Linked DNA regions of Anser cygnoides: region 1 is linked to region 2. A link is a contact called in public Hi-C data. All regions are on one chromosome and are shown on one strand. The core of a region is the stretch at or near the end of the contact, and the rest is flanking DNA. Distances in the headings are between cores, read along the strand shown.

The links. Hi-C and Micro-C count contacts between places; a contact is called where the count stands out from the background.
Region 1: a contact with region 2 is called in a Hi-C map of liver, with 10 times the contacts expected there. The contact joins the promoter of APRT here to the promoter of RPL13 in region 2. A contact is called at or near these places in 2 of 7 Hi-C or Micro-C datasets (granulosa cells and liver).

What each region holds. Positions count from the first base shown.
Region 1 is chr12:1,823,214-1,827,993 of Taihu_goose_T2T_genome, forward strand. It overlaps APRT (adenine phosphoribosyltransferase), which reads left to right and starts at 2,308. Exons shown (of 5, transcript XM_067004205.1): 1 at 2,308-2,466; 2 at 3,296-3,399; 3 at 4,267-4,400. The coding sequence starts at 2,387. GALNS (galactosamine (N-acetyl)-6-sulfatase) reads left to right here. Exons shown (of 16, transcript XR_010834367.1): 15 at 3,296-3,399; 16 at 4,267-4,301.
Region 2 is chr12:1,474,347-1,479,440 of Taihu_goose_T2T_genome, forward strand. It overlaps RPL13 (ribosomal protein L13), which reads right to left and starts at 3,303. Exons shown (of 6, transcript XM_048075062.2): 1 at 3,163-3,303; 2 at 2,879-2,994; 3 at 2,511-2,652; 4 at 1,234-1,407. The coding sequence starts at 2,982. It overlaps SPG7 (SPG7 matrix AAA peptidase subunit, paraplegin), which reads right to left. Exons shown (of 17, transcript XM_048075057.2): 17 at 3,730-4,460. The coding sequence ends at 4,251. It overlaps LOC125184154 (small nucleolar RNA MBII-202), which reads right to left and starts at 2,834; the gene lies at 2,757-2,834.

The sequences.
Region 1 (4,780 bases), core at 1,058-3,557, 350 kb after region 2:
GGGGTCCAGATGCGAGGCTGTGGTTCTCTGCCAGGCACCGAGCGGCCCTGAACCTCCCCGAGCCGCAAGCGGATGCCGACACCTCCCGGGTGATATTCCAGAACTGAAGTCCTTTGACATCACATTTGGAAATTGGTTCTAGGAAAGTTCTTTTCAGATGGAAACTGCAGTAGGAGTCAGCGCTGTTGTTTGAAAGGTTGAACAATTACAGGGAAACTAATTTAGCTCGGATGTTAAAACCAGTCTGCGCTGGTAGGTGCAGTCCTTTGAAACGGGGGGATTAATGAGGTGAAGTCCTGACAAAAGATTTGAGAAGCTGTTTTAAACCCGAGCTGGCACGTGAGGTTAACTCCTGGCAGCTGGAGCGTTAGCAGTGCGACTCGGCGTAACCTCTCACGGGATGGCTCGGGGTGGAAGGGACCTCACAGATCACCTCGTGCCAACCCCCCGGCCGTGGGCAGGGATGTCTCCCACTGGATCAGCGATCCGCTCTCCTTCTGGCAGAATTGACATGTCAGAGAGTCCTGATCCTGCATCAGCAGAGGGAGTCCGTCCCCCCCCCCAGCTGCTTCTTCACCCAGCTTTGGGACGCGGAGGGAGCGGTGGGAGCCCTCGGCAGCTCGTCCTGGCGAGAGCTGCTGGTTTGGTGGGGTCAGTAAGCACAGAGCCTGGGCACCTCGCTTAGAAAACGAGGTGGTGGCTGCTAATAACGGTGGTGGCTGCCTTGCAGGGTCACGAATACGAATTGAGTTGCAACTCTGAAAAAAAAAAAAGTGGTGAAGCCCCCAGCTTATGGCTCCTCCAGGGGCGCGAGGCAGAAGGCAGGGCTGCCTGGCTCGGTGCTCTGGGAGGCTGCAGAAGGGCCCTTTCCCTTCTCCCGCTCGTTTCCATGGGTAGGCAGAGTAATTCCATCGCTTCCACCCGCCAGGAAGACGAGGAGCTGCTGGCCTAGCTCGCTGTCCAGTGTTGTGGTTGGTGAGCTTACAAGAGAATCCCTTCCAGGTCTGCGGGAGCACGGCCGCCGCGAAGCCCCTGTTCCAGTGGACGGCCGTGTGCCTCATCTGTGTTTGCTTCGCTGGAACAGCTGTTAGGATCCTTTTGGTGCCAAAGAGATAATCTGACTTCAGGGAAAATCTTACTTTGTGGGGGAATGGTTGTGAAAGGAGGCACGCTGACCTCCTGTGTGGGCTGGCTCTGGCAACAGAGAGCCTGACGAGAGAGGGAACTGCTCTGACCTTCAGCCGGTGCCCCAGCAGCCATCCCTTACACAGGTGCCTCATGCCAGCAGGCCAAGGAGACCCGCAGCCACCTACAGATGGAGTGGGAAGGAAACAGAGCAGCAGAGGATTCAGCTACAGCGAGCAAAGAACCGGAGGCTGCCACGGGACGGGATGCGCAGGGTGCCGTGGGGCAGGCAGGATCGGGTGCCTCGCAAGCTGATGAGATGAGCACGAGCCCATGGCAGCCGAGGTGCGGAGCAGGCCACCTTCTCCTCCTGTCGGCTGCTCCTGCCGCGCCAGACCTCGGCTGGGAGCTGGAGGGACCCGCAGGGTGTCGGGGTGACCGATCCAGGTGGAGCAGGGGAAGGATGCTCCGTGTCCTGTACTCCACTGCTGCAGCCCTCGGCACCCAGCCTGTGGGGTCTGCACCAAATCACTGCAAAATGGTAGCTGCTGGCTCGCCGCCCCATGGGACGCACAGCACAGATGGGCCCTAACGGCTGTCCCAGGGGACGTGGAGCCTTGTTGTCCCCCGGCTGTCCCCGGGGTTTGGAGCTGAGTTGTCCCCGTGCAGCTATCAGCAGCGGGCACCCAGCTCGGCCAAGGGTGCCGCATGGCAGCAGGGCCTTTACTGCAGCGGGGGGGCTGTGCCCAGCTTTGCCTGGAGCAGATCCAAGCCCCAGCTGCTGCCCCAGGAGATGCGTAACCGTCCCGTACGGCTCCTGACCCCGGCTCGGGGTGCAGGGGTGCACGCGGGGGGCCGGCAGCACCCTGACCAGCCCCACCACCGTTTATCCCCCCCCCGGTGCCGACCCAAACCGGAGGCTTTACAAACACACCGTGCGGCTCCAGAGGTGCGAGAGGCAGAAAAGCAGGAGATAGCCCAAGAAGCGTGCTGACAGGGCAGGGGGAAGGGGCTGCGGGGGCTCCCCTGGGCACGGGGGACCCCCTCCGGAGGGGCTCGCTGAGCCGGCTCCCGGGCACGGCAGGCGGGGGCTGTGCGCACCGGGGCGCACCGGGGCGCACCGGGGACCGGCGGGGCCGGGACCCCCCGGGGAAAACCCGGCCCGATCCCGGCGCAGCCGCACCGGGGAAGGCCCGGGGAGGGCCCCGCCTGTCCGCCGGGGCCGGGCGGCGGCGGCGGCTGCGCAGTGCTCGGGGGCGCCATGAGCGGGGAGCGGCTGAGCGCCGTGCGCCGGCGGGTCCGCTGCTTCCCCGACTTCCCGGTGCCCGGCGTGCTGTTCCGGTGCGCCGCGGGGCTGGGGTGGGGGATAAGGGGCTGGGGATGGAGCGGCGGGGTTGGGGATGGAGCAGGGGGCCTGGGGATGGAGCAAAGGGGCTGGGGATGGAGGAAGGGGGCTGGGGATGGAGGAAGGGGGCTGGGGATGGAGGAAGGGGGCTGGGGATGGAGGAAGGGGGCTGGGGATGGAGGTAAGGGGCTGGGGATGGAGGAAGGGGGCTGGGGATGGAGGTAAGGGGCTGGGGATGGAGGAAGGGGGCTGGGGATGGAGGTAAGGGGCTGGGGATGGAGGTAAGGGGCTGGGGATGGAGCAAAGGGGCTGGGGATGGAGCAAAGGGGCTGGGGATGGAGCAAAGGGGCTGGGGATGGAGCAAAGGGGCTGGGGATGGAAGAAAGGGGGCTGGGGATGGAGGAAGGGGGTTGGAGCAGGGGGCCTGGGGATGGAACAGGGGGGCCTGGGGATGGAGGAAAGGGACTGGGAATGGAGGAAGGGGGCTGGGTATGGAGGTAAGGGGCTGGGGCTGGAGGAAGGGGGCTGGGGATGGAGGAAAGGGGCTGGGGCTGGAGGAAGGGGGCTGGGGATGGAGGAAAGGGGCTGGGGAAGGAGCTGATGAAGGGGTGATTCAATACATTGCAGGTCTGGGCTTGCTTCGTGGCTGGGGGTTTGGTCCCTCCCCAGGAAGCTGCAAGTGCCGCTGCAGCAGCCCCACTGCCCGTCCTCCCCCGTGGCGGCGTGTCTGCACGCCTGCCCTGCCGGGCACGCTTCCCCCTGGGTGCAGCAGCTCCACCACGTGCACCCCTGGGAGCTCGCTAACCGCTCTTCCTCTCTTCGCAGCGACATCAGCCCCTTGCTGAAGGATCCTGTGGCCTTCAGGGCTCTGATTGATCTGCTGGAAGATCACCTGAGGGCGTCTTTCCCCCACATCGACTTCATTGCAGGTGGGCGTTCACTGAGACAGAGCACCGTGGTGCCCAGGCGGTCAGTGTGGGGAGACGCCTTGCTAATGGGGCAGGAGAGATTGTAGCCCTTGGACATCATCCGAATGTCGGCCTGGATCATACGTAACACCAGCAGGAGTTATACCCTTAACCCAGTACTGTAGTTTCCTGAAATACTGGTTTGGGATGTGGCAGATGGCATCTGATGATACTTCAGTGCAAGTTTCGTAATTCGTTCCTTCCCTCAATAAGAAAAGAGGCATTCATTGAGCACTAAAGCCCGGTGTGCCATGCCTGTAAGGTCTCATGCAGTCCCCAGGGCACGGAGCCCCCGTTTCCAGCATGTTTTCCTTCCCGGAGGGTTTTATCAAGCCAGCTGAAACAGCCTTCGTGGTGATAACGCGCTGCAGCACACATTTTAAAGAGACTGAGAATGAAAGTGCTCAGGAAGGTGCTGCTTGGGCTGGGCGATAGCCCAGGGCTCGGGGAGTCTCGACCAAACGTAGCCCGAGTGCCTCCTGATAACCAAGTTCTGACCCTGGCGGTGCAAAGTCCCTGGCTGCGTGGCCGGACTGATACCGGGGCTGAGCTGAGCTTGCTGCTGTAAAGAAGAGTTGGAAGGGAGGCAGAAAGGGCTGCTGAGCTGCTGGGGGTGTCACTGCGGTGCCCCACAGCTCCCCAGCAGCACGTCTGCGTGAGCACGGTGCCGTGGTGCATGTCTTAAACCCCTGGAAATGACCGTAAGGGCAAAGTGCTCCTGGAGTAGGTGTAGATGGCTTGCTTGCAACACGGGACGATGAACCTGGGATGTCGCACAGTGACCCTCAGGCGTCGGCTCTGCTGAGTTCTTCCTGCTCTGCCCCCCAGGTCTGGACTCCCGCGGCTTCCTCATAGGCCCCCCTCTGGCTCAGAGACTGGGGATCGGCTTCGTGCCGATACGAAAAAAGGGGAAGCTTCCCGGTCCGACCGAGTCCGCCTCGTACACCCTGGAGTATGGCAAGGTAACGCGCGGGGGGGGGAAAGGGGTTTCCAGGCTGCGGTTGGGGGTGTGAGTGGAGGGGGCAATGAGGCCGGCAGAGGATGCCCCGGCCAGCCCCGATGGGTGCTGAGCCCAGGGGCACGGCACGAGGTTTGGGAGCTCCCCGGGGCTTTGCCGTGCTCCGGCACGGCGCGGCTTCATCGCCGAGCCACGCACACGGGGTTCGTGTCGGCGAGCCGTGCTGTGATTTTTTTTTGGGGGGGGGGGGCCAGGCTGGGGCATAAGAGTTGGTGCTAAATTGCTTTCTTTGGCTTGAATTCAAGGGCATGAACATCGAGCTCCCCCCCTCTTCCAGTAAGTGCTCTAAGTAAACGCCTTTACCGCATGGCTTCGAAACGGGGC
Region 2 (5,094 bases), core at 2,053-4,552:
TGCCCGGCCACCAGCAAGGCTGGATCCGGCCAGGGGAGCTGCGGCCTTTCAGAGTTCTGCCAGCTGGAAAAAAGGTGAAGTCTACCGAGCCGTTTTTAGTTTGGCTGCTCAGCGTGTTCTTCAGCAATTCCTTCTACAGCTAATTCCAGCTCCTTGTGCAACCACTGCATCAACAAAAATCATTCATCAGCTATCTGAAATAAAGTTTACTTTAAACTAATTTGAAACACGATTCCAGACACAACTATCTTTATGTTCTGGTATTGGAAACAGACTGCAGTGGGCAACCCGAAAGCTGGGCCGGACTTAGAAAGCTACAAGCTTGTGCTGCCAGCCAGGTCAGAACTAGAACAGACTGGGCTCGGCACAGGCTCTGTGTGCTACTCACAGCAGTTTGGAAAAATCCCCTTTATTCATCTGCATCCAAGATTCAGGAGTAGTTTCAATCTCATAATCCTCATGTCCATGCCTGTGCCAGTCCCACAAGTCAAGGCGGAGAGCGGCACCCTCCTGACTTAAAAACCGTGAAGCTGACGCGTTCAGCAGAACTTGTGTCCCACCAGGCTGTGCGAGGTGCCTGAGAGCCTCCTGCCCCCGTCGTGAAAGCAGCCCGAGCACGGCCCAGCTCCGCACACAGCACTGTGGCCGAGCAGCTCAGTGCCGACAGGCTCTCCCAGAGACTGAAGGCAGCTTGAACACAGCACCGCGTTTCGCTGCCTGCGCCTCCCCACGGGAAGCGTGTGCTTTTCACACGCAGAGCCAAGACCAGAGAGGAAAAGCCAACTCCGCTTTGGATCTCGGCGAGATTTTTATGAAAAGCATTTTTGTGTGTCAACAGCAACAACCTTCTCGAGACTTCCACCGCTCCTTTCCCCGAACTACTCAGCGGTGCAGAGCACACCCTCGCCTTGCCTTCCTGGTCCTGTCAGCCGCTGTCAGCCCTTTCCAGCCGCTGACAGGTGAGCCTCAGACTGAAATTCAGCCAGCTGAAGCAGGGCGGCCAGGCAGCCAGCCCCAGCCCCGCGCTGCGCCCCTCCAGTAGCACGGCAGTGCCCGAAGCAGCTCGCAGCACAGGGCAGGCCCAGCCTGCGGCCGTCCCCCCACCAGGGGCCGTGCTCTAAGTGTTCAGAACGCCCCCTGACTGCACACCAGAGCACCAGGAGGAAGGACTGACAACCAAACAAGTCACCGCAAACAGATCCGGTCAAGCGCTTCTAGAGGCCGAGTACTTACGGAGCTGTCTCCCTTCTTAGGCGCCGAGGGCTTCCTCGGGAAGAGGATGAGCTTGGAGCGGTACTCCTTCAGCCTCTGCACGTTGGCCTGCAGCGACTCCGTGGACTTGTTCCGCCGCCTGGGATCCACGGAGATTCCGATGGTCCGGGCAAACCTTTTGTTAATGCCGGCCAGCTGAACAGAAAGAGAGCGTGCAGTGCCAGCGTGCGGCAACGCCCGACACCGCGCCGCTGAGCACAGCCCCCGGCCTCGGCACTCGACTGCAGCCCCCACCGGTGCCACCATTTAACTCTGATAGGTGCCAGATGAATTTATGGAGCCGGCACATGGCAACTGTTGGTCGCTGAACAGGGAAAGCTCCGTTAAAAAAATACTTTTGGTAACATCCTTAAGCAATAAGCTCGTTTTCTGTTTAAGAACATCTATGTTCCATTTTATATCCCAACATTATCTGAACGTTAAAGGAAAGCAAAGTAATGAAGCATTTGGCATTCAGAAGTACAGCTTTACTGCTTCGATGCGCTAATTTCACTGTTATAAATGCTTTAATTAGGCACTAAACAACACGCAAGAGGCTGGGGATACTGGCTGCCAGCAGTCGCTAACGTTTACTCCTGCTGCGTGGAACCAGGCCGGTGGGGCTTTCTGCGGGCCACCTCCCTCTCAGCTCACCACCAGCAGCTCCTCAGCTGAGCGCCACCTGGGAGGATGGCACAGCACCTTTTGCTGAAGCAAGGCGAGGGCGCTGAAAGCTTCCCCCAGTCTTTGCAGAGACCACGACCTACTCGTTCTACAGCACAAACGGGTCCACACCCACTACATTCTGTAGGGTTTGCAGTAACGTGTTTTATAAAGGAAGAGACATTTAACAACAAAACCTGCCAGTCCTTTTACTTAAATTAAGTTCAGGAGACCCTCTACCAGAATTCACCCACTGCCAGAATCTGATTTTAATATTTTGTTTTAACTGACAGTCTGACCAGGCACACCAGTATTTACTTTTTAAGTTAACCTTTCACTCTGTCGTGTTACTGCTTCCCCATGCCACAATTACAAAAAAAAAAAAAAAAAAAGACTAACATTTTGTATGCTTCTCCACAACCCACAAGAACAGCAACCGGTCCCTGGCTATGTGCAAGCTCAGCCAGTGCAAGCAGATACTGACACTTCAGTACACTGCAGCCACTCGTGACTTAATTTTACGCAAAAGAACAGGACGACGGAGCTCAAACTCGAGAGCTGGCCTTACCGGGCCGGGACAGCTCCTCCGTACTTACTTTCAGCTCCTCTAGGCTGAAGCCTCTGCCAGCACGGACTTTTTTGTGGTACCTGACGGTCGGGCACCTCACGATGGGCCGGACGGGCCCAGCCACGGGCCGAGGTGCGATGCGGCGAGCCTTTGCCTGGCGAGCCTTCCTCCTGGAGCGGGGGGCAGAGACCCGTCAGGGGCAGAGCCCTCCTGCCACCCCCCCCAGCCGCACCGGGGGCTCCCCAAACCCCCCCCCCCCCCCCCCCCCCCCCCGGCGGCTCCGGCAGTCATCAGCCAGGCAGGGTTCAAGCTCTCATCACGGCGCTGCAGCGATTCCGGAGGTTTCGCATCATCTGACCGCAGCCGGAGCCGCCCCGCTCCCCACTCCCCGCTCACCTGCGGATCTTGCGGGCGGGCTGGTTGAACCAGGTGGCCACCCGCCGCTGCCAGTCCTTGTGGAAGTGCGGCTTCAGGATCATGCCATTGCGGCTGGGCGCCATGGCGGCTGCGGCCTGCGGACACGGACATGGCTGGGCGCGGATCGCGCGGCATCGACCGGCCCAAAACCCCTCCGAGGCGTCCCCCGGGTCCTGCCCCGCTCCCCCGCGGGGCCCCGAGCGCCGCCCGGCGCGGCCCCGGCCGGATGGCGGCGGATGGAGCCCCGCGGCGCCGCCACTCACCTCCTGCCTGCGAAGATGGCCGACCGGAAAAGGGAAGCGCGGCCACTGCGCGCGCCGGAAGTGCGGAGGAGGCTCCGGGAAGATGGCGGCGCCGGAAGGGGCTCGTGGCGGCTTCACCTTGCCCGCACTCAAGATGGCGGCGGCTTTAAAGGGCCCCGCACCCGGGGGTAGGACGGCTCCCAGCTCCGGCCCGACCCCGAGCAGGGGGCTTGGAACCAAGGCCCGAGGGCTGGGGGGGAGATGGCGGGGGCCTGGAAGATGTCAGAGGGGTCCCGCAGGGTACAGACAGTCCTCGAGGAGTAACCCAGGACCGACAGTCCTGCCTGAAGGGGCCTGGCCCGGCCGGAGGACACCAGGCACCCAGCTCTTCTCCGCAGGGCTGGGTCCCAGCATCGCACCGTGGGCTCACGGTGGGTTGGGAAGGGGGGGTTTTCCCCTCGATCTCTGCTTCTGCGACCCTTGCGATAAAAACCAAGTATATGCCAGTGAAAAGAAAGCCCACGTCCTGTGCAACCCCGTACCTGCAGCACGCACTTCGCCATGCCTTGACACACCGTACAAACAACAGCACGTTAGAGGATTTATTCTAGTGCAGTCTGGTTTTCAGCTTCTATTTTATGTCCAGCAGCAAAGACAATCAAAGGTTACGGTGGAGTCACATAACTGCAGCCAGCTCAGTCTCCCAGGGGTTCGCTGCTGACCACTCTGGCACCGAGGGCAATGGCAGCGCACCCCTGGCACCCCACACGGCACAGCCAGAGGTAGCTGACAAGGGCTCCACAGCACATTTCATCCCTAAGAACACGTAAACAACATCCCTGTGTACAAGAAATCCTTCCAGCAGATTAGACTTACCCAACTCCTAACCACTACTACCCTGCTGGGAATCAATTTCAAAATCCTAAGGAGTTCTCCTTCCTGCAGGGAAAAGCTTGTTACAAGAGCCAGCGGAGCCATCCCTTCGTTTTTGGGGAACGGCATCACAGAGATTCCCTACTCGGTATCTTTGATTCCGGAGCTGAAGAGGGAAAGGGTCTGTGTTCAAAAGAAGCCTCTGGAGTCCTCCCATTCCACATAAAGAGGGGGCTTCACACTGGTCTCAGGCGTGGTTCCTCCTCCTCCTCGTGGTTTGGTGGCTGCTGGGGCATTTCTTCGTCTCTCGTGTCTTGCTTGTCTCTCTCTGCTTGAAGCCAGCTCTGAGGAGCTATCATTTTCTTCGGCCCGTAGGGTGGAGGCCCAATCAAAGCTTCGATGTCATCATAATTTATCACTTCTTTCTCCAGGAGGGCATTAGACAGCTATAAAGAGTAAATAAGGCATAATGAGGCACAGAGGTCTGAAAACAGCCCCTCTGAACTGACCTGACCTCTCCCTGCCAGCTCAACTTGGACCTCCACATCTGGCCACAGCACGTGCTGGAGCCCGCAGGGAACAGGGCCCCAGCCACCACGCTGCAGCCGGTGCGACCCGAGCGCCCGCCGAGCCGGTACAAAGCTCTCCGGGCAGCCGGCACCTTTCACAAGCGTGTTTTTGGCCAGAAACGCCAAGTATGACTGGAGGCGATAAAGCCTGCTTTAGGAAATGATTCGGCAAGGCAGAACCGCGGGGACGATCGGGGAAGCGCCCTCACTGCCGCTGTCCCGGCACCTGTGGCCCTGCCTAAGGAGGCAGAGCGACGGCAGACGAGGCTGGAGCCAGACCCGGACCCCTCCCCTGCGCACAGAACGCGTCCCAGATAGCGGAGCTGTCCCTGCAGGCACGGGCTGAGGGTCACCAGGAAGGTGCTCCCCGGGAATGCCAGCTCTCCAGCCCCTCCGCAAGCAGGGCCGCGCTCGAGCAGCAGGTGGCTGTCCCCCCCGAACCGCCCCGTTCTGCTGACGACAGGCGACACACTGGCCTGGCAAACGGAGCGCTCTGTAGATACTTTGGCTT